Regions from separate parts of the Mus musculus genome. Here region 2 is linked to region 1. A link is a contact called in public Hi-C data. All regions are on one chromosome and are shown on one strand. Each heading gives the region's core, a stretch centred on a gene start, on an enhancer-like site or on the middle of the called end of the contact. The rest is flanking DNA. Distances are from core to core; before and after follow the strand shown. Region 1 has its middle 78 kb from the start of Kcnf1. Region 2 has its middle 3.7 kb from the start of Gm36568.

Evidence for each region. Hi-C and Micro-C count contacts between places; a contact is called where the count stands out from the background.
Region 2: a Hi-C map of cortical neurons shows a contact between it and region 1, with 2.5 times the contacts expected there. The contact joins two enhancer-like sites. A contact is called at or near these places in 6 of 484 Hi-C or Micro-C datasets (the G1E-ER4 cell line, cortical neurons, forebrain and 2 more) and 1 of 115 datasets of contacts at active chromatin or transcription factors (embryonic stem cells).

The regions. Positions count from the first base shown.
Region 1 is chr12:17,095,155-17,101,854 of GRCm38.p6, forward strand. No RefSeq gene overlaps it. Among named protein-coding and RNA genes, the nearest start is that of Kcnf1, 78 kb to the right of the region's middle. Within about 2 kb of position 2,992, at least 35 of the 459 cell types and tissues checked have an H3K27ac peak or open chromatin away from gene starts, as enhancers often do. A contact at or near this core is called in cortical neurons, where this site is marked.
Region 2 is chr12:17,228,157-17,235,412 of GRCm38.p6, forward strand. It overlaps the pseudogene Gm10054. Among named protein-coding and RNA genes, the nearest start is that of Gm36568, 3.7 kb to the left of the region's middle. Within about 2 kb of position 2,990, at least 17 of the 459 cell types and tissues checked have an H3K27ac peak or open chromatin away from gene starts, as enhancers often do. A contact at or near this core is called in cortical neurons, where this site is marked.

The DNA of each region.
Region 1 (6,700 bases), core at 1,742-4,241:
CCCTGGCTAGTCTGGTGTCGAACTCAGAGATCTGCCTGCCTCTGCCTCCTGAGTGTTAGGATTAAGGGTATATATCACCATGCCTGTCTCCCTGCCTTTTTTTCTTAAAGACAAGTTCTCATGTAGCCCAGGATAGCCTCAAATTCTGTAGATAACAAAGGATAATCTTAAATGTCGGATTCTCCTTCTTCTCCCTCCTGGGTGTTAAGATGACAGACGTGAACTATTCTGCCTGGTTTTATGCAGCCCTGAGGATGAACCAGAGCTTTCTGCACACTGAATGAGGCAATACTCTCCAAACCGAGCTCTGATCGCAGCCTCCTTTAAAGACACTGGTCTCCATGGAACCCTGGTCAACATCCTGTTTTAAAGTCCGATGATTAGACTGCAATCTTGTCTCCTTTGCCACACATCCCAGCACATGCAGGCTAGGGACTAAGGGTGGGTATATTTTTGAGGGGCTCAGTATTCTGCACTAGGCGCTATTGGGGCTGGGAACCCACACATTATCCAGTACCTCATGTTCCTATGCTCCTAGCAGCCAGGCGTTTGCATTGCTTCCACTCTGCAGCCCCAATAGCAGCAGCTGTCTTAGGTACTGTTCTATTGCTGTGATGAGACACCATGACCAAAGCAACTAAGAGGAAGCATTTTCTTGGGGGCTTGCTTACAGTTTCAGAGGGTGAGTCCATTAACATTAAGGCAAAGAATACAGCAGCAGGCAGGCAGGTAAGGTGCTATAGCAGGAGCTGAGAACTCACATCCTTCTGTAAGTTGCAATCAGAGAGAGAGACAGAGAGACAGAGAGAAACATGGGCTTTGGAAACCTCAATGCCCCCCCCCCCAGTGACACACTTCCTCCAGTATGGCCACACCTCTTAATCCTTCCCAAACAGTTCTAGTGTGGGGACCAAACATTCAAATATATGAACCTATAGAGGCCATTCTCATTCAGACTACCACATCAGCTGAGACTCCAGCAGAACTTGGCTTGCCTGGGCTATGGCCCTAGCCATGTACTGGTAGTTCCCTTATCTCTGTGTAGCTCTCAGCCCCTGTCAGCTTTGCAGCTTTGATATGATGACAGCTTCCCAACCCCGCTCACTGCAGTTCTTCCCTTCCACCGTGATCTCTCAGCTTCCTGCAGGTGTATTGTGCACATGTTCCGTGTCCCTTCAGCCCATCCCAGGAGTGGTGGTGAGAGTGCTGGGTACAGTCCTGGAATACCACCAGAGCACTCAGTGCCACCTCTGGACCTCTCCATTTAATCCCTTCTCTCTTCTTCTTCTTATTTTTTGTTTTTGTTTTTGTTTTGTTTGTTTGTTTGTTTTTCGAGACAGGGTTTCTCTGTATAGCCCTGGCTGTCCTGGAACTCACTCTGTAGACCAGGCTGGTCTCGAATTCAGATATCTACCTGCCTCTGGCTCCCAAGTTCTGGGATTAAAGACAAGCACCACCACTGCTTGGCCTCTCTTCTTATTTTTAAGACACTCAGACATGGCCCAGGTCACCAGCTGGTAGGGGACTGAGCTGAGACTAGATCCTGCAGGTGCCTGATGGCTAGAACTTTACCACCTGCCCAGAGACTAACCAGGACTCAGCTTGGGGCCCTGGATAGTCTGCTGGGGGAAGGGTTTCCTGTCCTGAACTCAGCCCCTTTGGGTGGTCTCTTGCTTCAGAATATTGGTCCTCTCCAGGACACCTCCGCTGCAGCCTACTGAGACATTTGTCTTTCAAGGGAACCATCAGTCAGCTGTGCACCACTCCTTTTCCTTGCCTTGGAGAGTTTCTAATTTATCTGAATAAACTCACCACATGCTGCAGATATCTTGCTGCTGTCATGGCCTGTTCTGCTTGAATGGAGAAGGGCAATCTCAGGTCAAACTGACCCAGGAAGCACTTTGCAAATAGGCATAAGGCATCTAGGCCTGTTAAAATCCAGGGGAAGCCAAGGTCCCTGAAGGCTGTCTGGGGATGGCCAAAGTAGCATGTATGTCTGTATGTACCTGCTGCTTAACGAATGCTTTCGTGTCTAATGCATCACAGTTGTATGGAATTTAACAGCTTAGGGCTGCTCAGTTGTGCTGATTTAAAAGCCACTGAAGTAAGTACAGGAGGGGCCTCATGGTGGGGAAGGCACTTATCACTCAAGTGAGAGGAGCAGACCTCAGCTGTGGAGCACCCATGGGAATGCCCGGTCAGCATGGAGCCAGCCTCACATTTCTGCACTTGTGAAGCAGAGGCAGGGGACCCCAGAACAAGCTGGTTAGCTCTGGTAGGGAACCCATGACCCCCTCATGTAAACGAGAGACCCCCCCACCTCAAAGTATAAGATAGAGAGCAGTCGAGAAAGACACGTGACACCCACCTCAGACCTCCACATGCCTGTGACCACGCACGTGCAAACACAGGAACACACACAAGCACCATATCTCCAAAAATAAAAATAAAAAAGATCCAATGGAACAGTCAAATGTTGGTTTCCTCTGAAATGTCTTCTGTTGATTACATTTTGAAGAAGCTAGCCTCTCTTTGAAGTTGGAAGAAATATTCAAATCTATTTTTAACAAGCTCCCCTCTCACATAGTTATTTAACTCCTTCGAGCATCTGGAATCTATTTGGGGGGTGCCTGGTATTAGATGTGAGACTAAGGCAGTTCTCACCTCAGACACACAGTGCCCCCCTCCCAGTGTTTGGTGCTGCTTATTTTAGTGCATATTAGGTTTTAATACGCAATGGAATCTATTATGGGCTGCGAGGGAGCGATCCACGTAGCCATGTAAGGACATCATGCGGGTCCCAGCACGTCATTCTGTAGCCACGGATGTGAGTGACAGCTTGTTTGGGTAACTAATTCTCAAGCGCCTCCTCTTCTGCGGAGCTAGGTCCTGTACGTGCGTTTCCTTTGTCATCAGGAAGTCAGGTTATTAGAGGAATCAAAGACAGCTATGATTCACACCCTTCATTGTAACCCGCCTCCTCCCGCTCCGTGCTCCATGAATCCTCTGTTCCTTGTGGCAGAGAGTTAATGTGATGCTGTCTCGGTGAACAGCCTTTGCTTATAAATTTTACCCCAGCATCTGTGAACCTATCTTTGTGTCAAGCCTGGGTCCCATCTGGCTTTCCAATGCCAGTCTCTATGGCATCCTGACTTCTTCCTTTGTGTTGATTATTCTTGTTTTGTTTTTAATTTTTAATTAAATGTAAAAATTTTATTTAGACTGAATTCATCTTTAAAAATTTAAAATACAGAAGAGAGTGAGTTTACTTGGTCTATCGTGATTTGCAGGATGGCTTCTATTTTTACTTCATGTTTATGAGTGTTTTGCTCACATGTATGCATACGCTTCATGTTCCTTCCTGGTGCCCACAGAAGTCAGAAGAGGGCAACAGATCCCCTGGAACTGGAGTTACAGACAGTTGTGAGCAGCCATGTGTGTGTGCTGTGAGCTAAAGTTAAGATCTCTGGAGCGGCAGCCAGTGTTCTTGATTGCTGAGCCATCTCTCCAGTGCCTGAGGCTTTCTTTTTAATTTTCTCCCTCCCTCTTCCTTACTTTTTTTTTTTCCTGGTCTTGGGGATTAAACATGAATGCTAGGAGATACTCTATCCATAAGCTACATCCCTAGGCCTCTCTTCCATTCCTGGCATTTAAATAGTCTAGACTGGCTTTCAACTTACTCTGTAACTCAGGCAAGGTTTGAATTTACAATTCTCCTGCTTTAGCTATTCAAAGAGCTGACATGATGGACCTGCACTAGTAAGCCCAGCTATGGCTTTCTTTAACACACACACACACACACACACACACACACACACACACACACACACACACTTGCTGTAATCCTATCTTTTCTTTAAGAAGTGATATCAGCCACTCCACACTTCTGCCCTGTGTCTGTTAGCCATGTGATATGATATTGATCTTAGGTGGGTGTTCCAGGGACTGTCTGCCTCCCTGCTGTGTGGAGCACACAGGCTTTTGGTTCCGATGCTACATGTGTGTGTGCCTCAGACCTTATATAAAGCCAGGCATGGGTTGACAGATTCCACTTACATTTTATTATCAAACACATCTCTGTTTCCTGGGATTGCAGGAACGAAGTATCACAGAATCAGTGGATAACAACAATGCAAATGTGTTGTCTCACATGCTGGAAACCAGAGATACAAGTCAAAGTGTTATCAGGATCATGTGCCCCTTGAAGGCTCTAGAAGAATTTTTCCTGGCCTCTTCTAACCTCTGCTGGCATTCCTTGGCTTGTGAGCTCCTCATTGGCCTTGCTTTTCTTCACCTGGCACATTAGTTACTTTTCTTACTGTTATCATTAAATACCAGACTGAAGCATCTTAAGGGAGGAAGACTTTATTCAGGTTTTGGTTTAAGGGGATACACTTCATCATGGCAGAGAAAATGAGGTGTTGGTCCCTCTGCATCACAGTCAAGAAGCAGAGACATGAAGGCTGCTGCTCAACTTTCTCCTTCTCATGCAGTTCAGAATCTCAGCCTAGGGGATGGTACTGTCCATGCTTCGGATGGATCCTCCCACCTCAACTGACCCAATCCAGAAGCCGCCTCACATGCATTTCCAAAGGCTCTTCTCTTGGTGATTCTTGAGCCATCACACATGGCTCCTCTAAAGTATTTGGCTCCAGTGTCCTCTTCTAAGAACATCAGTCATATTGGGTAAGGGCTCACCTACTCCCATGCCACTTCCCATTAACTGATAATATTTAAAGTGACTGACCCTATTTCTATTATTTCATAGTATTGGGAATTAAGACATTCATGTGTTTTGGAGAAAGTGGTTCAGACATGGTTACCATGTCACATAGTTATTCCTAGCTGCAAAGGAGTCTAGAAGATGGGAGATGAAATCCACATCTACTCACAATTGGATACTGTCATAAAATAGAATATGCTGGCAGCCAACTACTTTCCATGGTGGTCTAACCAAGCTATAGCTACTCGCCCCAGCTGGGGTGCTCAGTCCTAAGTTATCTGTTCACCCCAAACTGAAATTTCTCTGATGCTAGATTGGGCTCAGAAAAATCTCCATGTGAGTCAACCTGTAGTGGTATTCCCTCAAATAGCCTCCCTGACCCCCACTGCAAGACTACTTTGTTTTCATGTCCCTCTTCCCCTGCCCCATGTGTGGAGATCAAAGGACAACTTCTGAGAGCCAGTTTTTGTCTTTCACTGTAGTTTTTGGGGATTGAACTCAGGTTGTCAGACTTGAGTTATCTGAATGGTCCTATGGCAAGTTCTTTTCAGATCTATTTTATTCATGATGATTTGTGTGTCTGTGTGTGTGCGCACACACATGTACAAATGCCTGTGGTGATCAGAGGTGTTGGATTCAGCTTGGATCTAGAGTTGCAGGAAAGTTGTCAGGCATCTGACATAGATACTGGGGACTGTGCTTGGGTCCTCTGTGAGAATAGTTTGTACTCTTAAGTCACTGAACCATTCCTCCAGCCCAAGTTCTTAAAGTTCCAGACTGTGAGGGTTCATGAGGTGCAGCCCTTTCTTCCATAATCCCTTCCTTGACTCCATGTCCTTCCATAGGTCTCCCTGCTGTTCATGAACCCACCAAGGCACCCCAGCACAGGCCCTTCCCCTCTCCCTTCAGTTGCATTCACAGAGGAAGGATGGTGTTGATGATGCCACCACCCCCTTGTGATGCCACAAGTCACTGGGATGCTCTGGCGCTTCCCAAGCTCATGTACTCATGAAATTAATGAGCAAATTAACCAGGAACTGACTATTCCATAAATAAATCACAGCCCCAGCCTCTCTTCTTTCTTTTGGTGTCAGCCTTTGAAGTCCCACAACTTCTCCTGATGGGGATGAAATGAGATATTTGCCATTTTAACTTTTAAATCAAGCTACAAAAGAAAAAACAAGAGTTATCAACAAGATCAAAGGAAACAGGGAACTCACAAAAAAGGGGGGGGGGGAAGATGTCATTTGCCATGGTGTCTGCAGATTGGGAAGACAGAGGGGATAGATATCTCATGACAGTGGCTCTTACAGTGCTGTGAACAAAACATTTGGCAGAAACAAGGAAGGAGAAATTAATATTGTCTCATAGTTTCTGTAGGATTCAATCCATTATGTCAGGAAAGGTAAGGGCAGGGAACTGAATTCACAGGAGCAGGAGTGTGTGGTGGAGGTTGTCCACTATGAGGCAGACTCATCAGGGGTGGGCTACAGCTTTCAACAGCCCACCTTTAAGGGTCTACTTCCTCTGCCAGCCAGACCTTATCTGCTGAAAATTCTACAGCCTTCCTAAATAATACTACTGTCTAGGGACTTAACATTCCAAACATAAGCCCCTGAGACAATTCAAATCACACTGTGTGGTGTCTCAGGATAGCAGAGAGCTGGCTCCTGGTTATAGATGATGTAGGTCAGGAGTCCTGTGGAGTCCACTGTGAAGGACATACTGACTGCAGGAAGAAGGTGGGGGAGGCAGCTCACCTGTCAGCTGGGGACAGGTGCTGAACCTGAAACTCTCCTCTCCAGGGTGAATCTATGGGCTCCGTCCTCTTCCCCAGGGTCCTTTTTATTCACATTCATGTTCTTGTTGGCTTTCCAGAAGAAAGAGAGTCCTAGAATCCCATGAGGATTCCCAGAGCACTCTATTTCACATCTCCTGTTTTCTCTCCATTCACTGCCTCCAATAATACCACACAAG
Region 2 (7,256 bases), core at 1,740-4,239, 130 kb after region 1:
CTCTTCACAAAGTGGGCTGTCTGGTGATTCATATATGAGCAAAAGTGTCTCCCAGCAGGGCATTAGCCTGGCTAGCCTGCTCCTGGCCAAAGGGTCCAGATGGGCTCTAGAAGAACATAGTTCCTCAATCCTACAGTCACCGTGAGAAAGTCCAAGACAGCCTCCCAGGGAGGCTGCTTTCTGCTTCTCTCCTTGGGATGGCCCTGATATAATGATGCAAATACCATATGCAGAAATAAGGGCTAGCTGATAGAGCAGCGGCTCTAATGCTCCCTAATGCTGCAGACCTTTAATACAGCTCTTCATGTTGTGGGAACCTCAACCATAAAATTATTTCATTGTTACCTCATAAGTGTAACTTTGATAGTTATAGATTGTAGTATAAATATCTGATATGCAGGATATCTGAGATGCAATCCCCAAAATGCCAAAACCCACAGGTTGAGAACCACAGCAATAGATCAAGTAGGAACAGTTACATGAGGTGGACCAAGGACCCCTAGTGGCAATGTGCCCTTCCAAATTCAAGTGATTGGACCTCCATTTGCATTGAGTAGATGGAAATGATATTAATAGGTATACATAGCAGGTATGGCTATACACCTGGATATGTCTATCTGTTTCATGGGTCTGTTGTAAAGGCAAATGAGAGATTATACACTATTCCCACCAAAACAGGAAAATAGATTTCTCTAAAGGAATGATAGTTCCAACTAAGATTTCTCCTTCTCTTCTCTCTCTATACAAATGCACACACATGTGCCCATGCACTAAGGCTAAGACAAAGTTTTTGAGTTTCAGATCAGCTTGTGGAAGGCCCTGTCCCAAAGAAAAATGGGGGGGTGATGAACAACAGACAGACTCGGGCACAAATGGCAGTTCTATTCTTTGTCTCCAGTGAGTCTTCTTGCACATGCCCACTTAGGAGCCTGCATCCTGATTTTATAAAGAAAGCCTCTTTTGTCCTACAAGGAGCACTCTTCAGATAGGATATGAGGGAGCTGAGGGAGCTGGCTGAGAGAGCTCAGAGTCTAGGATGGAGAAGAGGTAGTTCTGGGGAGCTATTACCCAGCCCAACGCTACATGCTGCCATGAGACATCTTGGCCAGAGTACTGTCCCTCAGACAAGGCCTCCTGGACATGAAGTTCTCAGCTTCTCTGCCCACTCCCTTTTAACTAGAACCACATAAACGTTTCCCTTGTAAAAACTTGGTCACAGTCAAGCAGGTCCTTCCTGCTGAGTGGGGCCCCAAATTCTCTTCTTAGGGACAGTGGCAGAAGCTAAGCTTTGCCATAGTCCTGTCTCACACTGATCTACCTCCACTGCAGTAATCCCTATATTAGAAATATCCCTGCTTCTATTTTAAAAGAGTATTCTATATTCTATATTATGGGATCAGCTAGGTAAGAAAGGGCATCTCAAGGTTTTGATGGTGTCAGATTTAACACACAGGCTTTGCTGATCTTAATCGATCCACTTTATAATCAAGCAAACAATAGCAGCACACATCATTTTGTTAATCCTACTACAAAATAGATCCCAGCACTTGAGGAGCTAAGACAGAAAGATGTCACAAGTTGGAAGACAGCCTGGGCCACATAATGAGCACCAGGCCATCTTAGGCTATAAAGTGAGATCTCGTCTTAAACAAAAGGTGGGTTTGTAAATATGGCTTGATGGTTAAGAGCATTTACTGCTCTTCCAGGGGACCAGAGTTTGATTTCCAGAATATACTTCAAACTTCTATATGCGCAAGAGCATACACACACACACACACACACACACACACACACACACACACACAGACAGACAGAGACAGACAGAGACAGAGACACAGAGAAACAGAGAGAGACAGAGAGAGAGCATATATAGACAAACACATACACATAAATAAAAATAAATATTTTAAAGGAAGGTATGGAACAAAGGAAGGAAGGAAGGAAGGAAGGAAGGAAGGAAGGAAAGAAGGAAGGGAGGGAGGGAGGGAGGGAGGGAGGGAGGGAGGGAGGGAGGGAGGGAGGGAGGGAGGGAGGGAGGGAGGATTACAGACATGGACCAGAGCCTGGAGGGCACCCACTGAAATGTCAAGGTTCTTGTGTACCAGAAAAAAAGCTCTGGACTAAGGACACATGGATAATGATGGATCTTAAAGGCTAACTAAGAAAGAGAAATACTACACACACATTTGTATGAAATGTATATATGCGCGCACACACACACACAGAGAGATTTTTTTTAAAGAGATAAAGAGAAATAAACTCCTGACAGTGGAAGTGGGCCAGAGGGCTGGGAAAGGCCTGAGGCTCACAGGCCTGGACCATGGGTGGCCATGGGTCTCTGTCCTTTCAGGACATTCCCAATGACACCAGCCATTATTCTTCATGTGCTGTTTGGTTATATGGAGCCCATGGTTAGAAGAACCCCCCGCTGTCCTCTGACACTAGGACACTTCCCACTAGTCCTCTGACTCTGTTGCTCTTGATGCCTCTCTCATACATCAAAAGGAAAGGAAGTGGGAAGAGGAAGGGGAGGCAGAGGGGGGGACGGAGAGGATGCTCCAGTCAGACTTGCACTGGAGGGAAGTATGCACCAGAAGGTTGCAAGCCTTGGTTGGCAAGGCCTGTGGTAATGAACATGGCCAGGACACGAACCAAGCTCTTTAGCCACAAATCCTCACTGCCCTCTTCTTCTGCTGGCTCTACCCCAGGGTCAGGGCGGCAGCAGTGACTCAGACTTTAGCAGGAGGGATACTGCGGATGCTATCATAGCCTGTAATTACAAGCTGGAACAGCTATGACTTCAATACCATATTTAATTTTTTGTGCAAATACTTGGCTTTTTCATTGCATCTGAATAAAAATGCCCATTACCCTAACCAGATACCTAGAATTAGAAAATAAGACATTTTTTTAAAGACTTGAAACATCTACCGGTGTATAATTACTCACTGCCTACAGACTATACTTTTAAAAATAGTCGCAAGGAGCATGAATAATTGAGCTGGCACAAGTGCTCCTACATTAGAGCAGCATTGTGTCTCAGTCCCACAATTAACAAATTCCCTTCTTGACTGAGGCTGGAATGCCCATAGAGAGTAGCTGGATCCCAGGATCCACCACAGAACAAGGTAAATGGAAGCAGAGTTTGATTCAATAGCACGCAGGAGCTGGCAGCATAAAAGCACCGTCCTGGACCATCCACAAGGTAGCGTGTGAGTTAGGGGAAGCACACTGAAGGGTGCAGGCAGTCACCCCCTTGAAGCAACATGAGAAATTTTAAGGGAAGAGAAACCCTAGGACCAAAACAAACAGCAAGAGTGAAGCAGAGGCTGCCTCCGGTGGCATCCGAAGCTGTGTCTCAGGCAGCCAAGAAGACAAAGCTAGCCCGTTCCCACAGCCCAGAACACTCCTAACACTGGACAGGGGCTCAGACCAAAGGCGTGACCAGAATGGGGTGGGACTAGGAATGTGGCTCAGTTAAAGTGCTGCCATCCAAGCCTGAGGACTTAAATTTGGTGTGGTGGCACACATTGTAATCCGACCCAGGGAAGCGAAGACAGGCAGATCCCTGGGGTCTGCTTGCCAAACTGCCTAACTTAACCTCTGAGCACCAGGCCAGTAGGAGACTATGATATCCTGAGGACCTCTGGCGCGCGCGCGCGCGCACGCGCACACACACACACACACACACACACACACACACACGGAAGATTAAAACTGATTTAAGTTGGGTCTTTCACATATAGAAAACACAATAAGCATTAAGTAACAGCCACAGCAGCCACAGCTGACAGAAACATCAAAGTAAGGTCTCTGCAGGCAGAGAATTCAGACAATCCACTGGTGTTTCCGTTAAACAGTCCACCAACTGTTCTTTCTGAAAATCTTGGGGGAGAACCATCAAATCTGTGCTGGGGAGTCTGGAAAATAAAACTACGTAAATGACCAGAGAGCAGCACCAAGGTGTGTTATGATGAAGGCTGATGGTGGTTTCAACTCTGATGTTGGGGTAACGGACTAGGATGCTACAGCCTAAAGGATAACCAATGAGAAACAGCAAAGAGGGGCAGAGGAGTGCCCTCTCTCTCTCTCTCTCTCTCTCTCTCTTTGGTTTTCGAGACAGGGTTTCTCTGTATAGCTCTGGCTGTCCTGGAACTCACTTTATAGACCAGGCTGGCCTCGAACTCAGAAATCCTCTGCCTCCTGAGTGCTGGGATTAAAGGCGTGCACCACCACACCTGACTTCCTCATTTATTTTTATTTTATGTGTGTGGGTGTTTTGGCTGCATGCTCATGTACAGGCCACAGAGGCTGGAAGAGGGCACTAGATCATACGGATCTGTAGTTAAAGACATTTGATAGCCAGCGTTTAGGCACTAGGAATCAAACCCAGGTTCTCTAGAAGAGCAAGGAATGATTTTAACCACTGAGCCACCTCTCCTGCCCAAGGGAAAAGGAGTCTCTTAATTCCTGTCTCTTGCTTCTATGAGCCTTTGTTCAGTCAGGCTGCTGCGTCTAGAATCTGAAATAATAGCAAATAAAAGCAGGGACCTTTCTGGGATCCAACAAAAACAGGTGATGACAGAGACACCCCCCTGACACACACACACACACACACACACACACACATACCCCAAGGTGTACTGAATTCTGAAAGGATGGCTGTCCCAAGTTTTCTCTTCCCTGAGGGGGTCAGTGGAACAGCCTTTATCAGAGCAGGCATCATGCAGGAAGATGGCACACAGGAAAGGCCCCCCTAGTCCAGTCTCATCTGGGTGCCCTCTCTATAGCACTCTCTGACCAGCAAAGGCCCCACCCTGGACTCTTCCTACCAACCTGAGCTGCCCTTACATAGAATAGCCGACATCCTTACAGAGCCTGAGCTCACAGGTCAAAGCAACCAGAGTTCCAAAGAGGATAGCTCCCAAACCAAGAGAGCCTGTGGACATTATTCACTGGGGAAGCAGATGTGTTGGAAGACCACATGTAGCCAAGAAGATGAAGCCAGGTGTGGGACTGTCCACTTGTAAGCCCAGCCTTAGGAGTCTAGTGCAGGAAGAGAGTGACTAGAAACCCAACCTGGGGTTCAGTATGAGGCTCTACCTCAAAACTGAAAACAGGTTAATCAATGCCAAACTCTCAGTCCTGAAAACACATCCAAACAACATTATAGATGCAGAACAGGTTATATTTAAGAATACATCTGTATAGACATATATGTGCATGCAAAAATCCATGAAAAAAAGACCATGAATTTGATGGCAAGCAAGGAAGGTTAATATGTAAGCATTTAGAGGAAGGAAGTGAGAGAAAGAGAGAGATGTTATAATCATATTATTAATATAATAATTATTGTAGTTATTAAATAATTAATTGTAAATTATATACTCAAAATAAAGATAAAATACTGGGAAAATGATAATGCATAAAAATCGGGGCCCGTGGCGCCGGCAAGATGGGCAAGTGTCGTGGTCTCCGAACTGCCCGGAAGCTCCGCAGTCACCGACGGGATCAGAAGTGGCATGACAAACAGTACAAGAAAGCCCACTTGGGCACAGCCCTGAAGGCCAATCCGTTTGGGGTGCCTCTCATGCAAAGGGAATTGTGCTGGAAAAAGTAGGGGTTGAGGCCAAACAGCCAAATTCTGCCATCAGGAAGTGCGTCAGGGTGCAGCTCATTAAGAACGGCAAGAAGATCACAGCGTTCCTGCCCAATGATGGCTGCCTGAACTTCATTGAGGAAAATGATGAAGATCTGGTTGCTGGATTTGGTCGAAAAGGTCATGCTGTAGGTGATATTCCTGGAGTCCGCTTTAAGGTGGTTAAAGTAGCCAATGTTTCTCTGTTGGCTCTGTACAAAGGCAAGAAAGAAAGGCCAAGATCATAAAATTTGACAATGAAAAACAGTAATAAATTTTCATATTCTGAAAAAAATCAAGGAAGAATTAAGAATTATTTGTGAGAGTATGAAAATTCCTTATTATTATTAGTGTGAGTGTGTGTGTGTGTGTGTGTATGTATGAGTGTGAGTGAGTGTGTGTGAGTGAGTGTGTGTATGTGTGAGTGTGTGAGTGAGTATGTGTGTGTGAGTGTGTGTGAGTGTATGAGTGAGTGAGTGTGTGTATGTGTGTGTGTGAGTGAGTGTATATATATGTGTGTGAGTGTATAAGAGTGAGTGAGTGTGTGAGTGAGTGAGTGTGTGTGTGAGTGAGTGTGTGTGTGTGTGAGTGTGTGTGTGTGTGTGAGAGTGTGTGATATGTATGCATTCCCGGGTGCACACTTGGACGTCAGAGGACAAGTTTCAGAGTTCGGTTCTTTCCTTTCACCGTGAGCTCCTCAGGCTCCTCAGGGCTGAAACCCAAGTCATCAGGCTTGCTCAGCCTCCCTCACTGAGCCCTCACCAGTCCATGTTTGTTTTGTTGTTTTAAATGGGGGGAGAGCATTAAATGGGGGGAGAGCTCGTGTGTAAAGTGCTTGCCATGCAGGCCTGATTATCAGAATTCAATTCCCAGAACTCACTTAAAGGTGGAAGGAGAGAGGCAACCCCATAAAGTTGTCCTCTGACCTCCAACACACCTGCCCACGCTCCCACACCATACAGACAGACAATTCAAATGTATATTTAAAATTAACAAAACACATCCCTAATCTAATGAAGCAAATGAAAGGCTAAGGACTTCAACCGACATTCTCTTCTCCGAAGCAGGTGCACAACTGTGGCCAATGAGTGTAGAGAAAGGTGCTCACCTTCAGTGTCATTAGGGAAAAGCAAATCAAAGCCACAACTACGGGGCTGGAGAGATGGCTAGGCAGTTAAGAGCACTGGCTGTTCTTGCAGAGGACCTGGGTTTGGTCACCCACCTGGTGACCCAGAGCTGCCTCTAACTCCAGTCCCAAATAATCTGATGCCCTCTTCTGGCATTTGGAGGCACCAGGCACACCTGCAGTATGTATGCCTGATGCAGATCTACACACATACAGATTTAAGAAAAACTTTAGATGTCATTACACACCCAGTAAGTTGGTGGTTACTTTTAAAAACTGAAAGAGCAAGTGTTGGTGAGGATGTGGAGAAGTTAGAAACCTCCGTCCTTTGCTGGTGTTGCCATCATGATACGACTACTATGGAAAACAATCCTTCAAACCCTGGAAAAAAGTTTAATATAAAATTACCACCAGATGGTGGTGGTGCACACCTTTAATCCCAGCACTCCGGAGGCAGAGGCAGGTGCATCTCAAATTCAAGGCCACCCTGAT